2 separate regions of the Gasterosteus aculeatus genome follow, and region 1 is linked to region 2. Evidence: chromatin contacts called from public Hi-C data. All regions are on one chromosome and are shown on one strand. Each heading gives the region's core, a stretch centred on a gene start, on an enhancer-like site or on the middle of the called end of the contact. The rest is flanking DNA. Distances are from core to core; before and after follow the strand shown.

Region 1 (4,900 bases), core at 2,352-4,851, 81 kb after region 2:
TTCAACACTGAATAGAAAGGCCTGAGTTATATCATAAGGTTTCATATTGAATTCTAATTCACTAGTGTCAAGCATGCCTGGAAGTGCAAAGAAACTATTCAGAAAAATTGCAGGACTTGAATGTGACTATTATGAGACATTATGAGGCATTATTTCCTGGGGGAGCCTTCAATCGTCCTCTGTGCAGATGTAAAGGGTAAATTATGTATACTTCATTTCTGTGGCCTGCAATATTCCATCTTGATAGATCTTGATTCACTGCATTGGATTTTAGATTTAAACATTTCAGCATTTACTTTCACACACTATATCAAAATACGTAGGTAACACCAAAGATTTACCTAAAATTGCCGTATAGTTGATCAAAACTATGATAAACTCAAAATGTAAAATAGAGTGTGCTGAGGCATGGATGGGGACTTTTGCCATTTTTGATCGAATCAAAAAAAAGAGTCTGTAGGGTGGGCATCATCTGTAGGAAGAGAGAACCAAAGGGACCAAGGACCAACCTTCATGAGCTGTGTGCCCCAGGAGAGTCACGCTGAATGAGAGAGCGCACCATGAAGAACACTGCTGCTTCCTTAGGGTGACCCTTCTGCCGGCGTCCTGGAGAGAGCAGCAGCATATGCAATGCAGGGTCACAGGGGGGGATGTGTATGAATGCCAATAACATCACTGCTGAGCAACGGCAAAATCATTCAAGTTAGATTAAAGGTGAAAATCAACCAACCTTGAAAGGTTTGTCCCTTTGTGAAAGCCCATAAACTCTAATGTCACCTGCAGGAACATACCTGAGGACATCGGTTTCTTTCAGCATGATGGCATTTTATTAGACAAATGATGACACACTTCACTGTTAAAGGACAGTAGCATACATTCAGATCAGCTCATTTGTACAGTACAAAGATAGAGAGGTTTTGGAGAGGTGATTTATGACATCCAGTCTTGTTGGCCCAGTATCCTTGTGCGTACGTGTGTGTGTGTGTGTGCGTGTTTGTGTTGTGTGGGTGTGTGTGTGTGATGGGCCGCTGGAGCCTTATTGTGTCAATGTTATTGATACAGCTTGAAATCTTTGGCCATTCAGGACAGTCTGCATTCTTTTCTGTGGTTGAGACTCCAGTGTAAACAGGCCTAACTTTTAAATGTTCATATTATTAGGGCTCGTACCTTTTACAATTGCTGCATCAGCCGTGGTGCAGAGAGCGTATGTTGAGGGCGGTGGGTGCTGTGGGTAAAAACTTTTAATACTGCATTTTGGCTTCATGTAACTTTATAGGACACATTCCGTTCACGTCTCGAACCTCCTTCCTAAACAAGATAAGGCGACGAAATGACTGCATTTGAGTAGAGCTATCTTGGCTGGTCCGTAAGGCTTCCGTTTTCTTACTTTGTGGAAAGGCGGGAAATGGACATACTAGGTTTTTAAGCAGCAAAAGGTTTCGATTATTATTCCTCAGGTGAGTTTTTACAAACATTTTTTTTTTTGGATGGACATAAGACGCGGACGCTCTGAGTAAAGCCTTCCGGTAAACAACATCTTCAACGACACCAAATCTTTGAACAAATGAACACAGACTTCACTTGTAAATAAATACCGAAACATCACTTCTTTTTTTTCCAGAACAGGACAACAACATCACATGTCATACATGACGCAATGCGGGATCAGCGTGGCTCTGCACTAGTGTCCATGAGCAAAGTCACTTGATCCCTCATCAGCTGCAATGGCCGCTGATCGGCTCAGTGGACCCTAAGCTGGGAGGTATGGGCGGTGTTGGTGTTGTTGGGGGGTTGGTAGTGTTGAGCAGCTTCTGGAATCAAATAAGAGAATGGAGCGACGGCATTGTCGCCAATACATCCAAATAAGCGGGAGTCAGTGTAATCCGTTGGGCGTGAACGGTGACATGGCGTCCAGACTTATGTCGGCCTCGCAGTCCTCCAAGTCACAAATAGAGTCGGTGGCGTTTTCGTGGTTGTGCGAAAACTGCGAGATCCTGTCAAAAGCATCTTCGTGCTCGATACATTCAACCACGTTGGGGATCATGTTCACGTACGCGTTCGCCATTTCCTTGTGGATGAGGGTGTCTTGGTTGTATGACACCAGCTCGTTGCTGATGTTGACAGTTTCCACCGGCGTGTTGGAGCAGAAATTGCGGCAGCCCAACAGGCTGGCGAAGGCCTTTCTGAACTCGGCGTTGAAGGCGTAAATGATGGGGTTCAGGGAGGAGTTGGTCCAGCCGAACCACACGAAGACGTCGAAAGTTGTCTCGCTGACGCACGGCAGACCCGCGTCCCGGTCGGCGGCCGGCCTGTCGCAGAACGGGACCATGCAGTTTAGGATGAAGAAAGGTAACCAGCAACACACAAAGACACCCATGATCACCGACAGGGTTTTGAACACTTTGGTTTCCCGTTTGATCGAGGTTTTCAATGTGTTGTGGTGTTGGCACTCTATTCGGTTTGTCCGGCAACTTTGCGCGTGCTCTGCCGCTCTCTCCAGCGAGGCGATTCTTCTTATTTGTATTTGTGCAATCCGGTATATTCTGGTGTACGTCACAATCATAATTGCTACGGGAATATAGAAACTTATCAGGGAGGAAGATATAGCGTACTCTCTGCTCAGGCTGGAGTCACAGTTTTCTTCCATCTGCGGACTCGCGGAAGAGTTGCGCGTCCCAGCCAAGTCCTCGCCGCTGTCTTTGTGCCAGTTTAGCTGGACCGGTATGAATGAAATGAGCACAGACAACGTCCAGGTTACGCTTATCATGACAAAGGCAACTCGCTGGGTCATTTTCCTCTCGTAGCGGAAGGGGCTGCAGATGGCCCAGTATCTATCCACGCTGATGATGCAGAGGTTGAGGATGGAGGCGGTGGAGCACATAATGTCGAAAGCCACCCAGACGTTACAGAAAGTGCCAAATGGCCAGTAGCCCGCCACTTCTGCCACAGCTTTCCACGGCATCACCAGGATGGCCACGAATAAATCCGACAGAGCCAGAGAGACGATGAAAATGTTGGTCACTTTGGTCCGCAGGTGTCGAAAGCGCAGAACCGCGGAGCAGACCATGATGTTGCCAAGCAGGGTCCATAGGATGAGCAGCGACAGCAGGCAGCCCGTCAGCGTACGCACAAGCACATCCTTCCCGCCGTCCTTTGTCGCCTCCGTTTCGGTGCTGTTCCACATAATCTCGCCGAAGGGTGCCGACACATAGTCAACCCCCTGCGCCGACGAGAGATACTTCTCTGGCTTCTCCATGTGAGTGCTTCTTCAAGTAAAACTGCAGTCCATTGCTCCGTGCGCGCACACGGACGCAGTTATCAGCCATTCACCATATTCTCCCCATTGACCTTCTCGGCTGCCAGCCTGATTTGAAGTGCAAAACTGAAGGAAAGATAGAACTGATCGCCTTAAAACGGTGCCGAGCGACGTGCCAGGTGCGCCGAGGAGCTGAAGCGCACTACGCAGTGGTGCGAGCATGTTGGATGGAGCCTAGTCGTCTGACCTGGCGGTACCTCTGCGAATCTCTTGGTCAAAGGTATCCTGAGCTCGGCGTGGCCGCGGAGCCCCTGCAGCCAAACCTACACCAGCCAAAAGCACCCTCTGCTCATTCGAGCTGGGCGCGCACACATCACGCCTCCTTTGTGGGTGGTGTTAGACGCGTGCAACATCGCAATGCGTTAGAAACACGGGTGTGAGGAAGCCCTCATTTTCCTTATAGGGACTCTGAAGAGCGTTAAACTTCAAATCAGTCGACACCTTTGAACCAATTGAGCATTGTCTTCCCCCCTCGGCGTATTGTTCATATTGCCGTAACATACAACATGTTATCAGGAGTAAAAATGGAGCTTTTTCCTGCAAAAATAAAGTGTGTGTTAAACGCATAGACCAAAATTAAAAAGCTCCTGCCCATTAAATTCAGTATTGTTTAAAGGTTGCAAACACGCCCATTTACACATTTTATAATAATAAGTGTTGGGGGCTGTACGCATGCATGCAGTGAAAAGCCACTGCCGGAGCTGTCCATGGTGCTGCCTGGCTGACTATGTATTGTGTACTTATCTAGATAGACGATACTGGGGAAACCGCAGTAAATCACGACTCCACCTGTTGACCATTATAGCACATAAGCAGAAGAGGTGCTAACCACGAGCGGCCTTTGACTTGTAGTGCAAAGAGAAACAAAAAAAACAATATAACGGTTTTATAGTTGTGTGATTTGCTTGAGGTGATTTATTTGAAGGCCTCGCTGCATTAATGATCTCCCGTATCTGTCCTTGTGTGACATCAGGGCTGGATGAAGCTGGATAGGCGATGCACTTTATCCCACATAGCCTTTGTGCATCCATACATGCATCCAAGTATCTGTATCTATCTGTTTTTATCTCTCCCTCTACCCAACTATATCTATCGTGGATAAATCAATCTATTTTTATCACTGAATACCTGCGGTTGTTTACCCGCTGACGTCGGCCGGGTGGGGGTCACAGCTCACTTCTCAGAGTGACCCGAAACATTCACACTCTCAGCAGCCGCGTCGAGGAGCTCGGAGCGCCGCGCACAACGTGTCTGTGCAGCAGCAGCAGCAGCAGCGTCGTCTCCGGCTTTGAAACGTCACGGATATTTTTAGACGTGTCCGCCTGCCTGTCAAATCGTTGTGACACTACGTCAAAAATAATCTCCCAACGCCCGACGACAGATTCTTTGGAGTAACCTATATTATCGGGATGTCAGGGGGAAACTTTTACCCGACACAACAGTTAATTCTTTGCAAACAAAGATCGCTTCACATGTCACCACAGCTATGTCATTTTTGTTTTTGTTGAACGATCAAATGAGTGAGACCTATTTCTCTGTGCAACAACCATAAGATTGTCTACAATTATACGATTGTATCGCATT
Region 2 (5,148 bases), core at 2,426-4,925:
CGGAAGAGTTTCTTAACCTGGGACCTGAATCCAAAAAAAGCGATCGACGAATCAACCAGCTCACTGTGATACCATGAACAAAAAGACAAGTTTCTTGCTCTTCCACGAGGTCACAGTTCTCCACGGTTGTATTAAGAAGCTTACACCACTTTTCACTGGTGCAGCCTCAGCTGGGTGTTTTTCACACAGATCACAAGGACAAGTTGTGCAGCGTTGCATTGAGGAGAGGCATCATTTGGCCATACTCATGTGTTTGCAACCACTTGGACACATGCAGTGAATTTGCTTTAAATGAGAGGTTCTACAGAACCAACTCTGTCAGGACACGGCCCATGGACATCGGTTGAGCAATTTATATTTTTAAAATTCATTTAATTGATTATTAATCAATTTTAGTAAATGATGTGGGCTATGTGGGTGACAATGGTCAAGCTGGGAATTGTAGGTAGCCTGAATGCACCATTATGCGCACGAGGAGAAGAAGATGCTCAGATACGAACTGGCAGTCCGGTTTCCTCTGAAAGACTGAAAGCCTCTCTTGGCAGATCAAGAACCTAAATAAGGACACGTAAATAGTGTAGTAAGGTTGACTGGTTGAAATTCCACCCACATCATGAGCTGCCTTCATTAAATTGTATAGCGCAACTCCACTATTTCTCCTCTCGAAGTCATGACTCCCTCTGGCTGTTTTTCCCACTTCTAGTTCATTATTATAGCATTCCATCAGTTTTATTTTTTTATTTAGATTCACAAGCTGTGAATGGTTCTGCTATTTAGATATAATACTTTATAGTGCCTCTTTTGATGTATTAAGATAAAGATACAAAATAATCTCTCTCTAGGTTTTTTGTAGGTCATTTTTCCCTGTATCTATCTATATGTGCTGTTTTTCTCTTCCTACAATCATATTCTTTTGTTGTCTTTAGGAAGGGAACCTTGCTGGTGAATAACGGCTTTGCGCTACTCGCTACTCTGCTCTTGACCCTCGGAGAAAGGGCCAAATCTTTTGAGATGCTCATCATCGGTCGGCTCGTAATCGGGGTTAATGCCGGTACGTGTTACATGTATGCACACCACTGACCAGACAATGCGCGAAGGTCAGATTGCCTGAAACTAACACATGGTAGTTGTTAGTTGAAAATATGTTGGTTAGCCATCTTTTATATACAACTGAGAAACACTGTCAGCTTACACAGCTTAAAAAACGTCTCTGGGAGTTTGCAGATATCAAGTGTGTTTTACTCGACAGACGTGAGTGCACTGATGATCAGTGATCTATCAGTAAGACTTTGATTTCAGAGCGAATGTCTCCAATCATGGAGGAGGAGCTTAACACCAGTGCTCATTCATCCTTGTGATTGTGGGTCATGTGACCTGCAGAAACACATTTCCGTGAGATCAAAATATGGTACAAACAAAACCTTTTCAGACAGCGTCTTGACAGCTAGAACATTATCATGTGTGAGTGACAAACACGTATTTTGCCCGTCTGATGAGCTGTGCACTCCTGACTTGCTACAGTACCTGCATGTTCAAGGAGGTCTAAGGAACAGGTTCCACTTCAGCACGTTTGAAATATGCTTTTCTGGTTGCAGATTCCAGTGCATTTTCAAAAATGTTAAGCTCATGAAATTCATCTGTGCAAAATGCTGTCAGCATTGACCAAAATACTTAAATAATGATTTTACAACAACATTGTTTTTACACAGTGCTTATTTGATGTTAAATAAGAATTTCGAATGCCAAGGTTGGTAGACCTTATATAACTGCCTGCAAAGTTCACACATTACCATCTACTCTATTGTAGCTGGTTTGTAGCTAAACCAGGAAGAGGCAAAACTTGGGCCACATGACGATATGTTGTCCAGCTCAAATCTAAGGATTAGATATTTGACCAAAGCTGATCGTTTCTAATCCTGAGATCCTGACATTATCACGTAAATCAGGTCAGTTCAGCCTTTCTCAAATGTTGTTGAAGCAAATCGAACATTTTCAAGTCAAAAAAAACACAGGGCGATACCTTCTGCTTGTATCACAGCGCTGACCAACGGATTCCCTTCATTATTTTAATGTTTACGCATCACATTAAACTTAATATGTTGCTTTTTACGACAGGTATAGCTCTCAGTGCCCTGCCCATGTACCTGGGAGAAATTACGCCAAGACATGTCCGAGGTTCCATTGGCCAGTTCAACTCCATCCTCATCTGCCTGGGAGTGTTCACAGGACAAGTGCTGGGGCTGCCCGAGCTGCTGGGACAGGTCAGTGCTTCTGAGACGGTTCACCGCAGGAACACACGGGAGTATTTGTGGTGTTACCTCTATTCCTGCATTAAGACCATTTAAAGGTTGGAGTTTAAATGATGCTCGTTGCAATCACTTCTATCCCTGGAGTCCAAACAGGGTGGAGCTTGTTTGGAGCACAGAAGAATTTAGGGTGTTTTTGTTTAATAAAGTGTAAGTTTGTTTGGGGGCCATAGCATCTGATATATATCTTAAGATATTTGTGAGCCAGTTGTCAACCATTGTGGATGCTGTTGGTAGCAATTTAAATTGATTAGTTGAAGTACTAGATACGATGTGACTTACTTTGCCACGAGAAAAGCAGAACAGAATAGGATTTTTTTATATATTCTCCATTGTGCAACGTAGAGTATGAAACACAGAAGTCACAGAATAAAATGGATACGAGATGTTTGCGATATAAAAATGCAAACGGTGTTATTAAAAACATCACAGCTTCATTATAATCATTTAGATTTTGGTTTCCTTTTAAAATCAAATCATCAACATTATAATTGTTGATGAAATGCATTCAATGCAGTTCATAACCATAGTGGGACAACATAGGGGATACACTTTTAATCACTATATACGTTGGGGAACCAGTATGCCACCCATACAGTAGTGATTTGTTCATCCATAATTTAACCTCAGATGTCTCCAGACGTATAATACAAGTAGATCAAAAATGACTTCTTTGCTGCCCGAAGGATGCTCATCTGGAGATTTGTACAAATCCGATTGGATATTGATGATAAGGAATGAATCTTATATCCGCTGTCCAGTTTTAGCCCTTTTTTCGGGATCAAGTTCAATGGTCGATTGTGACACACCTCTCACACACAGCAATCGTACTGCAGCCACTAACCGAAATGGCAACAATACCTGGAAAACAGAGAAACCAGAAAAGAATGACTCAAAAGTCTACAACCCGCACAAAAACTTCCCTCATCCCTCCCCCAAATTTAAATCGCCACGTAAAAAGACCAGAGACAGCGTTCTCAAGGAGGAACCCTGCGAAGGAACCCTGCGAAGGAGTCACTGCAGCTCGTCTCACCATTAGGGGGAGCTACTGCACCACAGTAGAACAGTCCCCAACCACAGGAGAAACAAGCACTCATGTCCCCTCTTTCCTTCCTAAACACCAGCCCTAAACTACCAAATCCAACAACTATTCCTTGAACTCAATAAGGACAATGTAACAACTTTGAAACACTGATGGACTCATGGGCACAGCAGGGATGCACGGCCAGCTGCTCCACACACATAATCACACTTTCACAGCCGCCGTCAGACAAAACAAAACTGGAAAAAAGAACAACTCCACATTGATCCGTATACATTAACATAAAAGGAAGAAAAACAAAATGAAACACATTTGAACTCCCCATCGCTTTCACAGTAAAGCACATGACTGTGAATAGTGGCGAACCCCGAATCTTACACGCTCCGTACTTTGCCGAACAAACCAAGGACATTTATCAGATCCCGCACAGCAGCCTCTGATTAGACTCATTGACCACCACATTGGATCAATGCGAACCGGAATATATCGCCCACACACAATGCACTGTGAATAGAAGATGAGACTAAAACAACTAGCTTTAGAATCTTCTGCAACACTTATTATTGTATTATTTCTTAAATAACCTAAACCAGTCACACTGTGACTGAAGCGATGACGGTGGCAGGGTGTCTATATTTGATAACACGACTTGTGATGACCCCTGTGTGCTGTGTGATTCACCTGTTTCTGCTCTCGCTGCAGTTATTTGTCAGAGCAACACCTGAGGTTGTTCTCGGTTGCTGGACTGGATGCAGCTGGCAGCTTCCTCTTCTTATGTGGCTGCTGCTGCTGCTGCTCGAGGTCGCTCCTCACTTTAGATTTGGTGATAGTTCTCCAACAGTTAGTTGATTCCCACACTCACTGTAACTCTTTGGTTTTGAGAAGCTTTGTTTATTCCTTATTTTTCTGTGCCCATTCAAGCCAGGTCATATCGAAACCAACGTGTTCCTTCAGACCTGCAGGGTTGAGCTTCATCTTTGTCTGTCCACATGTGCAGCACTTTGCCACAGGTTGGCTGATAACTGCTATAACTGCACATAAAAGTGGCACGTGTGTGAGTTTCCATGATTGTGCTTTATTTCAAATGGGCAGGTGGCACATTGCATGTCAGTCTTTGTACATATACGTATTTATTTACCCTTTATGATATTTCTGTGATCAATACATCCACAATACATTAGAACTAAAAAACATCCAAGACATCCTAAAAAGCATAAAGAGAGCCGTTTACAACCCAGCAATGAGGCAGCTAGTCCATGAAGCATCGCAACATAATCCTCCAAAACAAACCAACAACTGCAACTCATGATTACATTTAATTTCATGTGCCCCTTACATACATTTGACTCTCTCCTCACTTGATAGCAAGAGAAACAAGTATTTGTTGTATAAGTGTAGCTAAGAAAAAACTTTTTTTTTTTAGTTTGGACTGTTTATACATGTACTTTGGAAAGATTTGACCACAAGTTTCCTCTCCTATGTTCCTCCTCCCATATTGTTCCGACATCCAAACATTAAGCATAATATCCAAGCATTTGGTTTGTCCAATCCATCATTTCAACCCACAGACGACCTTTATAAATATCACCGTCGTGTATTTGTGTCACCGGCATCGCGCCCTTCCACAAACATAACAGACACCCTTGATGTCATACGATAACAGCGCCACAGACTTTGATTATGGGACTCCTTCCTCTCAGCGGGGCTGGTCTAGGACATCGCTCTGTGGTCCAAAGTGGTGATAAGCTTTGAAAGATGATAATTACTCTAAACATCATGATAGGCCGCTGACCTTTTCCC

What was found. Hi-C and Micro-C count contacts between places; a contact is called where the count stands out from the background.
Region 1: a Hi-C map of liver shows a contact between it and region 2, with 6 times the contacts expected there. The contact joins the promoter of drd5a here to the enhancer-like site in region 2. A contact is called at or near these places in 4 of 6 Hi-C or Micro-C datasets (liver, skeletal muscle and whole body).

Annotation. Positions count from the first base shown.
Region 1 is chr17:15,660,431-15,665,330 of fGasAcu3.hap1.1, forward strand. It overlaps drd5a (dopamine receptor D5a), which reads right to left and starts at 3,602. Exons shown (of 1, transcript XM_040202945.2): 1 at 805-3,602. The coding sequence starts at 3,256. The coding sequence ends at 1,874.
Region 2 is chr17:15,579,631-15,584,778 of fGasAcu3.hap1.1, forward strand. It overlaps slc2a9l2 (solute carrier family 2 member 9, like 2), which reads left to right. Exons shown (of 14, transcript XM_078091560.1): 6 at 927-1,051; 7 at 2,116-2,261. Among protein-coding and RNA genes, the nearest start is that of slc2a9l2, 12 kb to the left of the region's middle. Within about 2 kb of position 3,676, at least 1 of the 9 cell types and tissues checked has open chromatin away from gene starts, as enhancers often do.